Regions from separate parts of the Arabidopsis thaliana genome. Here region 1 is linked to region 2. A link is a contact called in public ChIA-PET data. All regions are on one chromosome and are shown on one strand. Each heading gives the region's core, a stretch centred on a gene start, on an enhancer-like site or on the middle of the called end of the contact. The rest is flanking DNA. Distances are from core to core; before and after follow the strand shown.

Region 1 (6,556 bases), core at 2,599-5,098, 37 kb after region 2:
TGCCACTGGGGAAGATCGGTTTGTTCATAGAATTGATATTGTTTTTTTTACATATTTTATATGTTACATTTTTTGATTAGTATTTTTAGTTGTGGGAGGGGTGAGCTGGAGAACTTAAAGTAATTATTGAAGAATTTAGTTTGAGATGCAAAAACCAACAAGTAACTAAAAGGAAAAACAAAAAAAAATTATAAAGTTTAAATAGGTTAAAGAAGTTTTATTAGTGTTATTGATTTAATATAAGGGAAATGGACGGTTAATTAAGACGAATAAGTAGAGTCATAATCCAATAACATGATAAAGGTTCATTTCTTGAAGAGTTACTGCTGTTTTACCATTTTAAAACGTGGATTACAAATAATCTAAGTTAGTGTTAGGTACTAATGTTAAATTTTCTAGTATACATGAGTTTGTTTTCTTTTGTCAGGATCTTAACAAATTAATTATAAAAAAAAACAATAAAGTTAAAAGAGGTGGATATACGAATATACCATGATTTTCAATTATATACGGTATTTATCCGTTTAGGTCAAAAAGGCTTAAACCATAGCTTCGAATCTTTGAGTTATATAAATATTCACATCATAATCTAATTTTCAATGCAACTCAAAAACTTGAACGTCAATATAAGGATCTCATAACAGAGAGAAACTGTAAAATTCATGGTTACAACTTGCAACAAAAATTTCTTTCTTGATAAGATTTCGTTAGAGCATATTGTATGTGTGCTTAGAACACAACAATATTTGAGTTTAGATAGAAAAAAAAAAAACCAAAATGTGATTTTTATCTATTCCAATAGGCCAGTGAAGTAGGCCCATAACTACTGCGCAGCCCATTATTCTACCTAACATGTTTCATTAACTAAAAGTCTGAGGATTCTTGTTGTAAGTGCTGGTGATGTTTCTTAAGAACAAATCAATTATAACTTATTAGCGAGTAAGATTGACCTGTAAATCGAGTCTGTTCATAAATGATAAATCTCGCAGATACTTTATCCATTTTTTTATTCAAAGGAGAAATAAAGATAATTCACAGGTTATCTAATGTGACATTTTGGCTTTTTTCTTTCATACTTCACATGCTCTGTACTCAAAAAAGGTTTATACTTTTATAGTCCATTCTGTGATATCTTCTGCCACATTCAAAAGACTACAAAATGTACCAAAAGATACAGAATCATAACTCAACACTCTCCTCCACTCTTCACAAAAGAGAGTAAATTGCAATAAATCTTGAAAACTTCCTTTTTTTCTTTTATATATTTTTACTCCATAAGCAAAATAAGTGGTAGCAAACAAAACCAAAAAATGAAAAAACACAATCGTTACAAGCAACGATGAAAATCCGCCAGTAAAAACGAAACCGAATGATTTAGCGGATATGTTCCTTCTTCTACTTTGTGGGTTTCATTTTCTGGTAACGACATTCTTAGTTCTACCGCAGCACATCAAAATCTAAAGGTTTTTACATATATATGTTTTGTCTGGTGTTGACCGTCTCATGGAGATTAAGGAAAGAACCAGACCTTGATGAAGATTGAAAGAACCATTTGCAGACCAAATGCTGCAGCCATTACAACCGTGATATCATTGTTCGTCTCGAGGTAAGACCGTAGATTCAGGGCAACAAAACACGATGATGCACTACCAGCTAAGAGTATAATCACCCATCTCAGAAACTCTACTGGAATAAGCAATGGAAGCTGCAAAATAGAACATCCTGAGTGTTATTATGCTTAAACAGTATGAAGTATAAAGTTGTGATATCAAGTTAGGTTGATTTATGTCATTGTACATGGTCATTGAAAGTGAAGTTACCAAACCATTGTGTATCAAGTATATGCATTTGTCTTTAGTGTTACTGATCATCAATTGATTAATTTTAACAGCAAAAGAGACCGAAGTTACTGAAGATACTTACAGAGGTTGGAACGAAAATGAAGAGAGAGTATCCCCAAAGGCACCAGAATCTTAGAAGATCAGCTTTGGACCCCATATAACGGAGTGCAAAATAAAATCCCAGAGGCACAATTATTGCATATCCATATATTATAGATGCTGCCAAATTCATATAGTTCACATCAAAGATCCAAGGAGCATTACTGTCGGTTCGTTTCTTCACGAGATATGTAGCACAATTTCCGAGAGAAGCAAGCACAAACACAAGCGTAGTGCAGATCCAGACAAGTCCATACCTAACAGAAGCACACACGAGTCATTAATCAAGAATAATTTGTGAAAGGCCTAGCTTTTAGCCAATCTTTAGAGGATAACATATTATGATGCTTTCTGTTCATTTGTCCAAGAGAAAATGAGGATATTTTAATCAATCGCCTGAAGTAACATAGGAGTAAATGAATAGCAAGATCATGCTTTCGGAAAGGTGCAGAAGATAACACTTAGAACGGTAACAAATTAACGGCATGACTGAGCAATGGACCGATTAAAGAAATTCGAAAGAACTCTCTCATGGTAAGTACAATCACCAAGAAGAGTGAAGGAGAAAAAGGCATTAAAAGACTTACAAATCAGGGTTTGCATCAATCTTGTTGAAAAAATCTCCACTAGTAGGATATAAAGAGCTCATTAATCTGTTCAAAACAACGTCCGTGTCCACGTCGAAGTATTGGGTATATGAGTAGACATTAAAAAAGCCCTTCCAGTTGTTTGATGGCTGTTGTGCTGGTCCTTCTACTGGAGCAGATAAGATATATCACCATATAAGACAGAACAAGGTGAAAACAAAGGTATATAGGATCTTGACATCCATAAGAAAAACGAGGTTGACTCACACAAGTATTCTTTCAACCATTGTACTGATTCATGGTGACTACAGATAAAAATATCTCCTAAAAAAGGAATCTAAAAGGAGCATATATACCTGTTGGGCTCTCAAGAGTTTGATAACCCTTTGTATTGTTTCCTAGATTCGGTGGAAATATTTGCATGCTTGCAGAAGGGCCTGCAATAATGCAGAAGACATACAACACTCAATGTCTTTCACTACCGGAAAAGTTCTTTGCAAAAGATAATTCAAGCAGAAACTAGCAAAAGAACACACCTTCATTGACGCTTGCTATTGGTACATTTGTGCTTCTCTTGTCGTCGCTGATCACAGCCTAAGAATACAGATGTTTGTATCAGACATAATAACACGGGGATAGTCAATCCATTCACTCAAAACATTTATCTTAGCGGATTCAATCCAAAATGAAGCTATCATGCAAGCATTTAAACTCAAATACAGTTTTGTTTTTCATACGAATTGTCTCCTAAAATGGTGAAAAAACTTAAATAAAACGCCTTAACAAATATAGAAACCCAGAAATGCAAATAAGGAAATCGTCCATTGTTCTATGAGTGTGAAGACTTTAGGCATCATCGTGGACGCGAAAAAATATGACAAAAAAATCTGAAAAGTTTCAAAATTCTACTTCCTAATGTAACACTTGAGACAGAACAACAAACAAAATGATGGCATGAACAAAAAACGTTAATTTTCCCTTCACACAAACAAGGATCATAGAAAAACTCAATCAAAGAGCTTATTGATGGTGAAATGAAAGAAGCAATAGATGTAATATAGACTTACCGGAACTGAACCAAGCAAATGGCTTGATTGTAGATTAGCGAACGACTCATCCATCGATCAAAGAGAAAAAGATATCAAAGAAAAACTTAGAAGATAGGTTCTTCTAATCTCATTCAAAAATCGATAAGATCGGAAAAAAGGTCGTCCCTTTTTCTGAATTTTTAAGGTTTCTGGGTTTGCTTCTCCTCCTCCGTCGTCGTGGAAGCAATTGGGAAAGGAAGAGAAACTAAAGAAAGAACGATCCACGCGCTTTCTTAGCAAGTCGGTAAAACACGCGCTGTTCACTTTCGGACACGTGATTTGCCGACTTGGGCCCAGACAATCACAAGATTCACACAAGACTTCAAAAACAAAGGCCCATATTTAAATTTTGACCCGAATCGTGATTTGCCGACTTGGGCCCAGACAATCACAAGATTCACACAAGACTTCAAAAAGAAAGGCCCATATTTAAAATTTGACCCGAATTAAACAATCCGACTTGACCCGTTTGAGGAGAAATTCACTCAACAGTGTTTCCTCTCTTCGTCTTCCCTCCCGAGAAAGCTCAACGGAGCCCTAGACTGGTTTTATCACTCTCGCCAACACCAACCACGCTTTTTCTCTCTTTACCTCCATTTTTGTATTCGTCACCGGAGTAGATGGATACGAGAGAAATCAACGGTTTTGCCTCCGCCGCGAGATCGATATCTCTTCCTACGCAGCCTAATTACAGTAGCAAGCCTGTTCAGGTTCTTCCGCTTTATACCTTTTTATTTCTCCACTGAATTAGTTTAGCTCAGGTCTTAGGATTTCTAGGTTCAGCTTAAAAAAATGGGTTTTGCAGAGCTTAGAGTTAATTTCGAATTTATTGTTTGTAACTTACAGGAGGCGTTGAAACATTTGGCATCTATAAACCTCAGAGAATTATGTAATGAGGCAAAAGTTGAGCGATGTCGTGCAACAAGAGACTTAGCTAGCTGTGGAAGATTTGTGAACTATGTGTTGAATCCATGTGGTCATGCCTCCTTGTGCACAGAGTGTTGTCAGAGGTGTGATGTTTGTCCTATCTGTAGAAGTACGCTACCAAAATTTGGAGATAGACTTAGGCTTCGTCTCTATTATGAGTGTGTTGAAGCTGGTTTGATTTCCCGAACACATGAAGAGGCGTCACAGGATTCGGATGAGGATGAACATCAATTGGCAGCTGATGTTCATCGCCTTTATTCTCTGTTTGATGTTGCTATGAACAATAATTTGATCTCGGTGGTTTGCCATTGTATCCTTCAGTTGCATTTATGCTTGGTGTCTGATATATGCATTTAGTCTTTTAGTTTCCTGTTTGATACTTTCATGAATTTCTTTTAGATTCGTATGCTTGTGCTATTAGGAACTGTGTTTATATGGGGAGTTTTGTACTGATAGGTTCATGTATTTTTAGGTAGTTCTTGTTTCATGCTTGTCTCTGTTGGGCGAAATGTGCATAGTGTTTTTGTCATTCATTCTCTAAGAGGTATTTTATGTTGGATGCATAGTTGACATCTCCTTGACAGAAAATTAATAGATATCACCAATGTCTGTATGGATGAGACAGCTGTATCTAGTGATCCGGTCATTGCTTTCTTGCTGGATGAAGTTGTTGTCAAGGATTGGGTCAAGCGTACATTCCGGAGCACCTTAGCTGAACTTCAAGAAATCTGTATCCTTTTAGCTGTTAATATTTTTATGTTTCTTAAGACTGTATATTTGTGCACCGTAAGGTCTGTCTATCTTTAATATTGGCCCTCAGATAATCTTGAAACAAAAGAGATGCAAGCGTGGTTAGATAAACTCCTAAGGTGTTCCAAACAGGTGGCTGGCATATGTAGTGTGCTCGAAGTTATGGAATCAGCTTTTAAGGGTTCTGTGTCACCTCAGCTTCAAGATGTGCAGACGCTGAGAGAGAACATTGGTAAAACAAAGCAGGTCAGCCATGATTTCATTTCATTGATATCCAAACAGTTTTGCAAAAGTATGCTTAAATAACTCTCTTTATCCCCCTTAGAAATATCCGTTGTACATTGAAGTTTCCTACGTGCATTAATGTTTAGTTTGCCTCTGTCATAGAATGAGTTACTTGTTTTGTATACGGCTTGCAGTAAAGTTTGTACTGTAAAAGCTTTGCATTTAGATGTATGAAAGGCACGATAATGGTCTTCCATCATCAGCTTGGATCTGATTTTCTATCCCTAGCTTTGTGACTTTATTCTTCTTTTCTTTTTTAATGTCATTGCATATTAGTGAATGTAGATGGGGTATATGTAACCTATCTTTATATGACATACTGAATAGTAAATGAGTATAACCTTATGGCTTCTGACCAGAGAGTGTTTTAAATAGATCAGCTCTTTAGCTATTGGTGCAAGATCACTGAGCTTACGTGTGCTTACCCTATTCTTTTTATTTTATTTCAGCATTTGGACATAATGGTCTGGTGCATCAGACATGGATTTCTGGATGATGTGAGGTCTCGATATTCGAATTTCACATCGTGGAATGCACTGGTAGGGGAAAGAAAATCAAATGCAGTTAAGCGTGCATGGCCTGATGCTGTAGACCAGTCTTCAGATTGCAGTGTACAGAGTGCTTCCCTCTTTATTGAGGATGCTTTAGAAAATCTTGAGAGAGAGCCAGAATACAGTCAGGAAATAGGTGCCGACCTAGAAGTTGGACGTTTACAGAAGGATAAGAGATCATTTCTTAGGTCCAAAATAGAGGGAACTTCAGGATCTTATCCATTTGAGAATCTTAGAACTGCTGCTGACATGCTCTTTTTACATGGCGGTTCAGATTTGGTTGTTGCGAAGCAAGCAATTGTATCCTTTTGTCATCGCCTAGTTTCACATTACATTGCACTTTACTTTTAATGAATACTTGAATCAGGAAACATTCCCATGTTTTTCCTTTACGCTGGTTTCCTTAACCAGAAGATAGTTTCTTTACT
Region 2 (6,303 bases), core at 1,764-4,263:
CACAGTTACAACTTTCTTTCCCAAGAAGGTTGAAGCTGGGGCTGATACAGCTCCTGATCCTGACCCGTTCAAGCTCAACTGCAACACACACACAAAAACAGTTCAATCACCAATCATGAATTCAAGTTTGGTTTATATGGTTCAAGAACCGGTTTAGAGACTATTCCTAAGGATAAAAGGCGCTCAATCAGGAACTGAACCGAACCAAACCGGGGAATAAACTTTAATTTGGTTCACATAGCTCAAGGTATAGACTAGTCCTGAAGACTAAAGAGTAGTAGTAGTCTCTACAGTTTCAGTTCAATTACTATACATCGATTTAAACACATCTACTAAATCTATAGTTCACAAGTAGAGAATAAAAGAAGCATCAAAGTATCTTTAGATTTCCTAGTTAAAGTCCTGATTCTTCTGTTCTGTCAGAGAATCTCAAAGTGATTCAAACGATCAAATTCTTGAGCTATATTTGTAAAAACCAAAGCTATTCAAGTGGTGGATAAGCACAAAGCGTTAAGATTATGTTAAAAGTAACATTAAACCACTAATGGAGATTGAAGTGTACCGGAGCTCTGTTGATGGCACCGACGGTGGAAACTGCGGCGGCCATATCTCAAGACTGCGACGAGTATGCGTCACAACACAAGAAGCTGAAGAGAGGAATTAGATTGGTAGAAGAAGAAGCTTAGAGAGATGTTGGTGTGAGCAAGAAACTGAGAGATTTATAAAGCGAGTGATCAACAACCAATTCGTTATCTCTTCGTCTTCAAGGCTTAACTCTCTGATCGCCACACGATGCGGATTGGCCAAGTTGCCACGAGGAAGATGATTAGGAGGATTCTATTTTGATTGGTCCACGTGGAATATGTTTATGAGGTTGTCGTCAAATGGCTAATCTGTGCCAATGGATTTGTTTTTTTTTTCAAGTGAAGATTATAACATTATTTATTACCACATATGCTTTGGAAAATCATTGTTTTTTTTTTTTTTTTTGAGGATTGAGGTAAGCCATTCATATGTGATCAAGATACTTCTACACTCTTCTTCATACGATAACATTCCAAAATTTTGGATAATGACATTGCTTATCGATAATAATGTTCCAAATAACCGATGTAAACTGATTGGTGGAGAGAAATTGGCTTAGCCAATAGAATATAATTCTAATTTTGTTATATACAACTCTAGATACAACAGGTATCAAGTATGTGGTTATCAAATTAACCATATTGTACTAAACCGCTAAAAACTAATTAATGCAACTTTTTCTTTACACAAAATGTAAAAACAAGTGATGCAATGCATACGTAAGATTTGATAAATATATAGTTTAGAAGATGAAGTAAAGATAGTCGAGGCTAAGATAGCATCATGCAAAATATCATATGCTAAAATATGAAATAAGATTATAGTGTTTAAATTCATAGTGAAAATATGAATATATCAGAAATTCATATGAATTTACTTGTTTTAAAATAAAAATGATAACTATATCATAGTTTATTGTTCCCTCAAAGTTACTATAAAAACAACTCATCTAAAACTATATATTCACAATCACAAGCAATCGTTTTCTACACTAAGCTATAAAATGAAACACTTCACTTGTCTGATCATTATAATTTCTCATCCTCTTCATTATTTTCAGTTTTCTCAACCATTCTCTCATGTGGAACGAGCCATCATATCATCAATGGACAAAACCAAATTTTAATTTTAGGCTTCATTCGCTGCCGACGAAGCAATATGTACATGTTCTACATGCAAGACAAGAGAACAAAGATTACTGATATGATATTAAACTATTATTGATCCATATATAAGACATGTTGAAGAACCAAACGATTGATAATAATGTGGTGGAGCTACTCGCACAATGCTAAATGTTAACTGTATGTGACAAAATTAGCAAAAGTTTGCGTGCCAGGTTTGATTCTTAGTACACATACATGACTTTTAACATACTGAGGTTAGAAAATGAAGTACAGTAAAACCTTTATAAATTAATAATGTTGGGACTGCAAAATTTTATTAATTTAAAAAGGTTTTAATTTATCGATAAATTAATATTTTTTAATTATAGAGAAATTTTCCTAATTTGGTAACTTTTTAAAAAGTTTTATAAGATTTTTTTCATTATAGAAAATATCTTTCTAAAATCAATTACAAGTACAAAATTATATCATGTCTAGAAAACAATACCAAATTTTTTTTGATACAGTAACACATTAGAACTAAATTTCAAATAAGAATAACTACAAATTTAAGTAAAAAAAAATCAAAAACATTTCTTACATATAATGTATATATATAGTTGATACATTTATGCAATTATTAATTTATGATATTGATGAGACTATATATTTACATAGGACTTTCAAAAAAGTTATTATCTTATTAATTTATCGATGTGTTACACTTTTTACATTGGTCCTAACTTGGGATCTGGTGAATTTATTAATTTATAGAGGTTACTAATTTATCGAGTATTAATTTATGGAGGTTTAACTGTAAAAAGAGTTGAGGTTACCATTGCAATAAAATATGAGACAATGTGTAGAGGAGGATAAAAGATTGAACAAAAAGAAGAAAGCCAACTAGTTTTTGTCAAAAGGATAATTTTCCATGTGCATGCAAGTATGCAACCACATCAAAATCATAAATAAACATTGTCTAAAATGTTTCTAATAAAAATAGATGTAAAGAAAATTCATCAGTTTAATAACTAGGGTTTAAGAGATATTTACAAATACTAACCATTAACATCATATTTAATATGACTTTGTAAAATCTATGATCAAATAACATGCAATTTTTTTAATATGTAAAATAAATTATCTCAAAATATTTGATTGAATATATACCCTTTAATTTAGCATTGATTTTAAAAATCCAACAATTTTCTATAGTATATTTTGTAATAATGTTATTGGTTCCTAAAAAAGATGGTCACATCATTCATTAAATAAAATGAAATAAAGAAGTGTTTCCTTCGTCGCATTGAATAAAATAAAGTAAACCTTCCAAAGACTTTTCATTGTCTTCGCCTGCGAGCGCTAAAATTATCTCCGAGCATTCTCAAGTTGGGTGATTCGGTACGGATTACTGATTTGGGAGAGAAAAACCCTAGATTGGAATTAGATTCTGGGTTCTTGGGCTAAAGGTTTCTTCATCTCCTTCGAATCATCCTTTTGTAAGTCCAGTGGATGTGAAAACCCAGTACTCACTGATTCTTTTTATTAGGAATTTTGTAAGGTTTTGGGTAGAGTTTTCACAGTTTTGATGATACTAAAATGTGGGCCACTGGGTCTAGAGAATGAAGAATCTTGCTTTTAGTGACAAAGGTTGTTCCTTTGGAGTAGTAAGTGAGCAAGATATCAGAAAAACTGAACCTTTAATCTCAAGAATTTACTTTGATTGGAGCTTGTGAAGTCCTTGTGTTATTGTTGCATGATGTTTTCTTTGAGATAACTTGGCAATGTGTGTTTGGTGTTATTGTAGAGGGAGCAAGACGATGAGTAGAAACCCTTTCCTGGATCCTACTCTTCAAGAAATTCTTCAAGTGATTAAACCCACACGAGCAGATAGGGATACGAGGATCACAGTCATTGATCAGTTGCGTGACGTCTTACAATCCGTAGAATGTTTAAGAGGTGATGACTCTTGATGCACTTTTGTGCTTCTCCCATTTTTCTTACTGTCTAGTACTGCCTTGAACCATACCAGCCATGGATGTGATTATGATATTGGATATGAAAGTGAGATACTTCGAGCTTTCAGTAAGGTAATATCTGCTGGAATTGTAGCTGCAGAATAGTAGAAGTGGTTCATGTTACTCTTTCGCACTATTCTCGTTCTGGAAACAAATTATTTCATGTGATGCTTATAGCCGCTCGTTGTCTGGTTCTGTGATTGTTAGGTGCTACTGTTCAACCATTTGGATCCTTTGTGTCAAATCTCTTCACACGATGGGGAGACTTAGATATCTCTGTTGACTTATTCAGCGGTTCTTCCATCTTGTTCACTGGAAAGAAGCAGAAACAAACTTTACTCGGACATTTACTACGAGCACTGAGAGCGAGTGGTGATTCATTTAGCTTCTATTTTTTTCTTCTTTTTTTGGTTTTCTCTTTGCTTCACTGTTGTTTACCTTATATACTACTTAAGTAGTTTAAGTATTATTTCATGTGCCGATTTGTCTCACATCCATTATCATTCAAAAAACAGGTCTATGGTACAAACTGCAATTTGTTATTCATGCGCGAGTTCCTATTCTGAAAGTAGTGAGCGGCCACCAGAGAATTTCTTGTGACATTTCTATTGATAACCTGGATGGGCTTTTGAAGAGCAGGTTCTTGTTCTGGATCAGTGAAATAGATGGGAGATTCCGCGACCTGGTTTTGCTAGTAAGTTAACATGCAAATAAAACCATATTGTGTGTTTCCAAAGGTTTAATTGATTCTAAACGTATCTACCTCGTGTATTCTACATTTGTAGGTGAAGGAATGGGCGAAAGCTCATAATATCAACGACTCAAAGACCGGGACTTTCAACTCTTACTCTCTCAGTTTGTTAGTCATCTTCCATTTTCAGGTAAGATAGCTGTTCTGTATTCATAGATTTTGCTGCCTTCAGCCTTCTGCAGTTACTGCATCATTAGAAACCATAGTAAGATGTTCTATGTTGTTTGTTGCAGACTTGTGTGCCTGCAATCTTGCCGCCTCTAAGAGTGATATATCCGAAGAGTGCGGTTGATGATCTGACAGGTACGCTCAATGAAAAGGTTTTGAAGCCAAACCACACAAAATATATGTGTTTTTGGGGTAAAGGGACAAAAGTTTTAGCGGTATGGTGTCTTGTAGGTGTACGGAAAACTGCAGAGGAAAGCATAGCGCAAGTTACTGCTGCTAATATTGCGAGATTTAAATCAGAGAGAGCAAAATCAGTCAATCGAAGCTCGCTCTCGGAGCTGTTGGTCTCTTTTTTTGCAAAGGTGATTGATTTCTCATACATTCTAGCTTTAATTTTTTTCCCTTAATAATATCCACTAAAGTGCTCTTGATAGAAATTAGTATCTTGATTTTGCTGTGTGGCTGTATCTATCAGTTTTCAGACATAAACGTGAAGGCCCAAGAGTTCGGTGTTTGCCCGTTTACTGGAAGATGGGAAACTATAAGCAGCAACACTACATGGCTGCCAAAGACATACTCACTCTTTGTTAGTCTCTTTCTCTTTCTTTCTCTTAACCTCTTGTTGAGTTATATTCATCTCTATGGCACCATGTGAGTCTCCCGGCTAACATGTGGGAATGGTGTGTGTTTCAGGTTGAAGATCCTTTTGAGCAGCCGGTGAACGCTGCAAGGAGTGTGAGCCGTAGAAATTTGGACAGAATAGCTCAAGTATTTCAGATTACATCGCGCCGTCTTGTCTCAGAGTGTAACAGAAACTCCATCATAGGGATTCTGACAGGGCAACACATTCAAGAGTCTTTGTACAGAACAATAAGCCTCCCAAGTCAACATCATGCAAACGGTATGCACAATGTCCGTAATCTGCATGGTCAGGCTAGGCCACAGAACCAGCAAATGCAGCAAAATTGGTCACAGAGCTACAATACCCCGAATCCACCACATTGGCCACCACTAACACAATCCCGACCACAACAGAATTGGACTCAGAACAACCCCAGGAATCTTCAGGGGCAACCACCTGTCCAAGGCCAAACTTGGCCTGTAATCACACAAACTCAAACGCAGCAGAAGAGCCCATATAAGAGTGGGAACCGACCATTGAAAAATACATCTGCTGGTTCAAGTCAGAATCAGGGCCACATTGGTAAGCCATCTGGTCATATGAATGGTGTGAACTCTGCAAGACCTGCATATACGAATGGTGTGAACTCCGCAAGGCCTCCATCAAAAATTCCAAGCCAAGGCGGACAGATCTGGAGACCGAGACATGAGCAGTAGAATGAGGTGTGCAGACATGGTTCAGAGATACTCCTTCACATATTTTGGATGATTTTGTATTCTGACCTTGGGGCTTTTTTTCTATGGATCCATTCGTTACAATCAACAGATTTGCAATAGCAGAATGTTGTTACTAAAAAATGAGGACGAGGTAAACTTTTACTCAGTAAAACACCACAATCAAATTTACAGTTACATTAAGAGAAAAAAGAAGAAAACAATAAGAGATATACTACCAAACAAAATATATTGTGTTGACTAGTGCAGTAACTTGTGTGGTATTAAGCTCGAAGGAGACGCTTCTCGCATGTTAGAATCCTGTAACTTGCGTGAGGAC

Evidence for each region. ChIA-PET counts read pairs in DNA pulled down with a chosen protein or histone mark.
Region 1: an H3K4me3 ChIA-PET map of shoot shows a contact between it and region 2, with 22 read pairs. The contact joins the promoter of AT2G39805 here to the promoter of HESO1 in region 2. A contact is called at or near these places in 4 of 26 Hi-C or Micro-C datasets (cotyledon, leaf and shoot) and 1 of 2 datasets of contacts at active chromatin or transcription factors (shoot).

The regions. Positions count from the first base shown.
Region 1 is chr2:16,608,706-16,615,261 of TAIR10.1, forward strand. It overlaps AT2G39805 (Integral membrane Yip1 family protein), which reads right to left and starts at 3,849. Exons shown (of 6, transcript NM_179991.3): 1 at 3,595-3,849; 2 at 3,064-3,121; 3 at 2,884-2,964; 4 at 2,528-2,693; 5 at 1,924-2,197; 6 at 1,092-1,705. The coding sequence starts at 3,648. The coding sequence ends at 1,511. It overlaps HOS1 (ubiquitin-protein ligase), which reads left to right and starts at 4,072. Exons shown (of 10, transcript NM_129540.5): 1 at 4,072-4,325; 2 at 4,462-4,852; 3 at 5,138-5,272; 4 at 5,363-5,538; 5 at 6,027-6,428; 6 at 6,547-6,556. The coding sequence starts at 4,236.
Region 2 is chr2:16,572,739-16,579,041 of TAIR10.1, forward strand. HESO1 (Nucleotidyltransferase family protein) reads left to right here and starts at 3,014. Exons shown (of 9, transcript NM_001336793.1): 1 at 3,014-3,362; 2 at 3,499-3,650; 3 at 3,917-4,081; 4 at 4,225-4,403; 5 at 4,495-4,590; 6 at 4,694-4,763; 7 at 4,860-4,990; 8 at 5,104-5,214; 9 at 5,322-6,303. The coding sequence starts at 3,512. The coding sequence ends at 5,966. It overlaps RCA (rubisco activase), which reads right to left and starts at 954. Exons shown (of 7, transcript NM_179989.3): 1 at 563-954; 2 at 1-78. The coding sequence starts at 607. AT2G39750 (S-adenosyl-L-methionine-dependent methyltransferases superfamily protein) reads right to left here. Exons shown (of 9, transcript NM_129533.4): 9 at 6,086-6,303. The coding sequence ends at 6,248.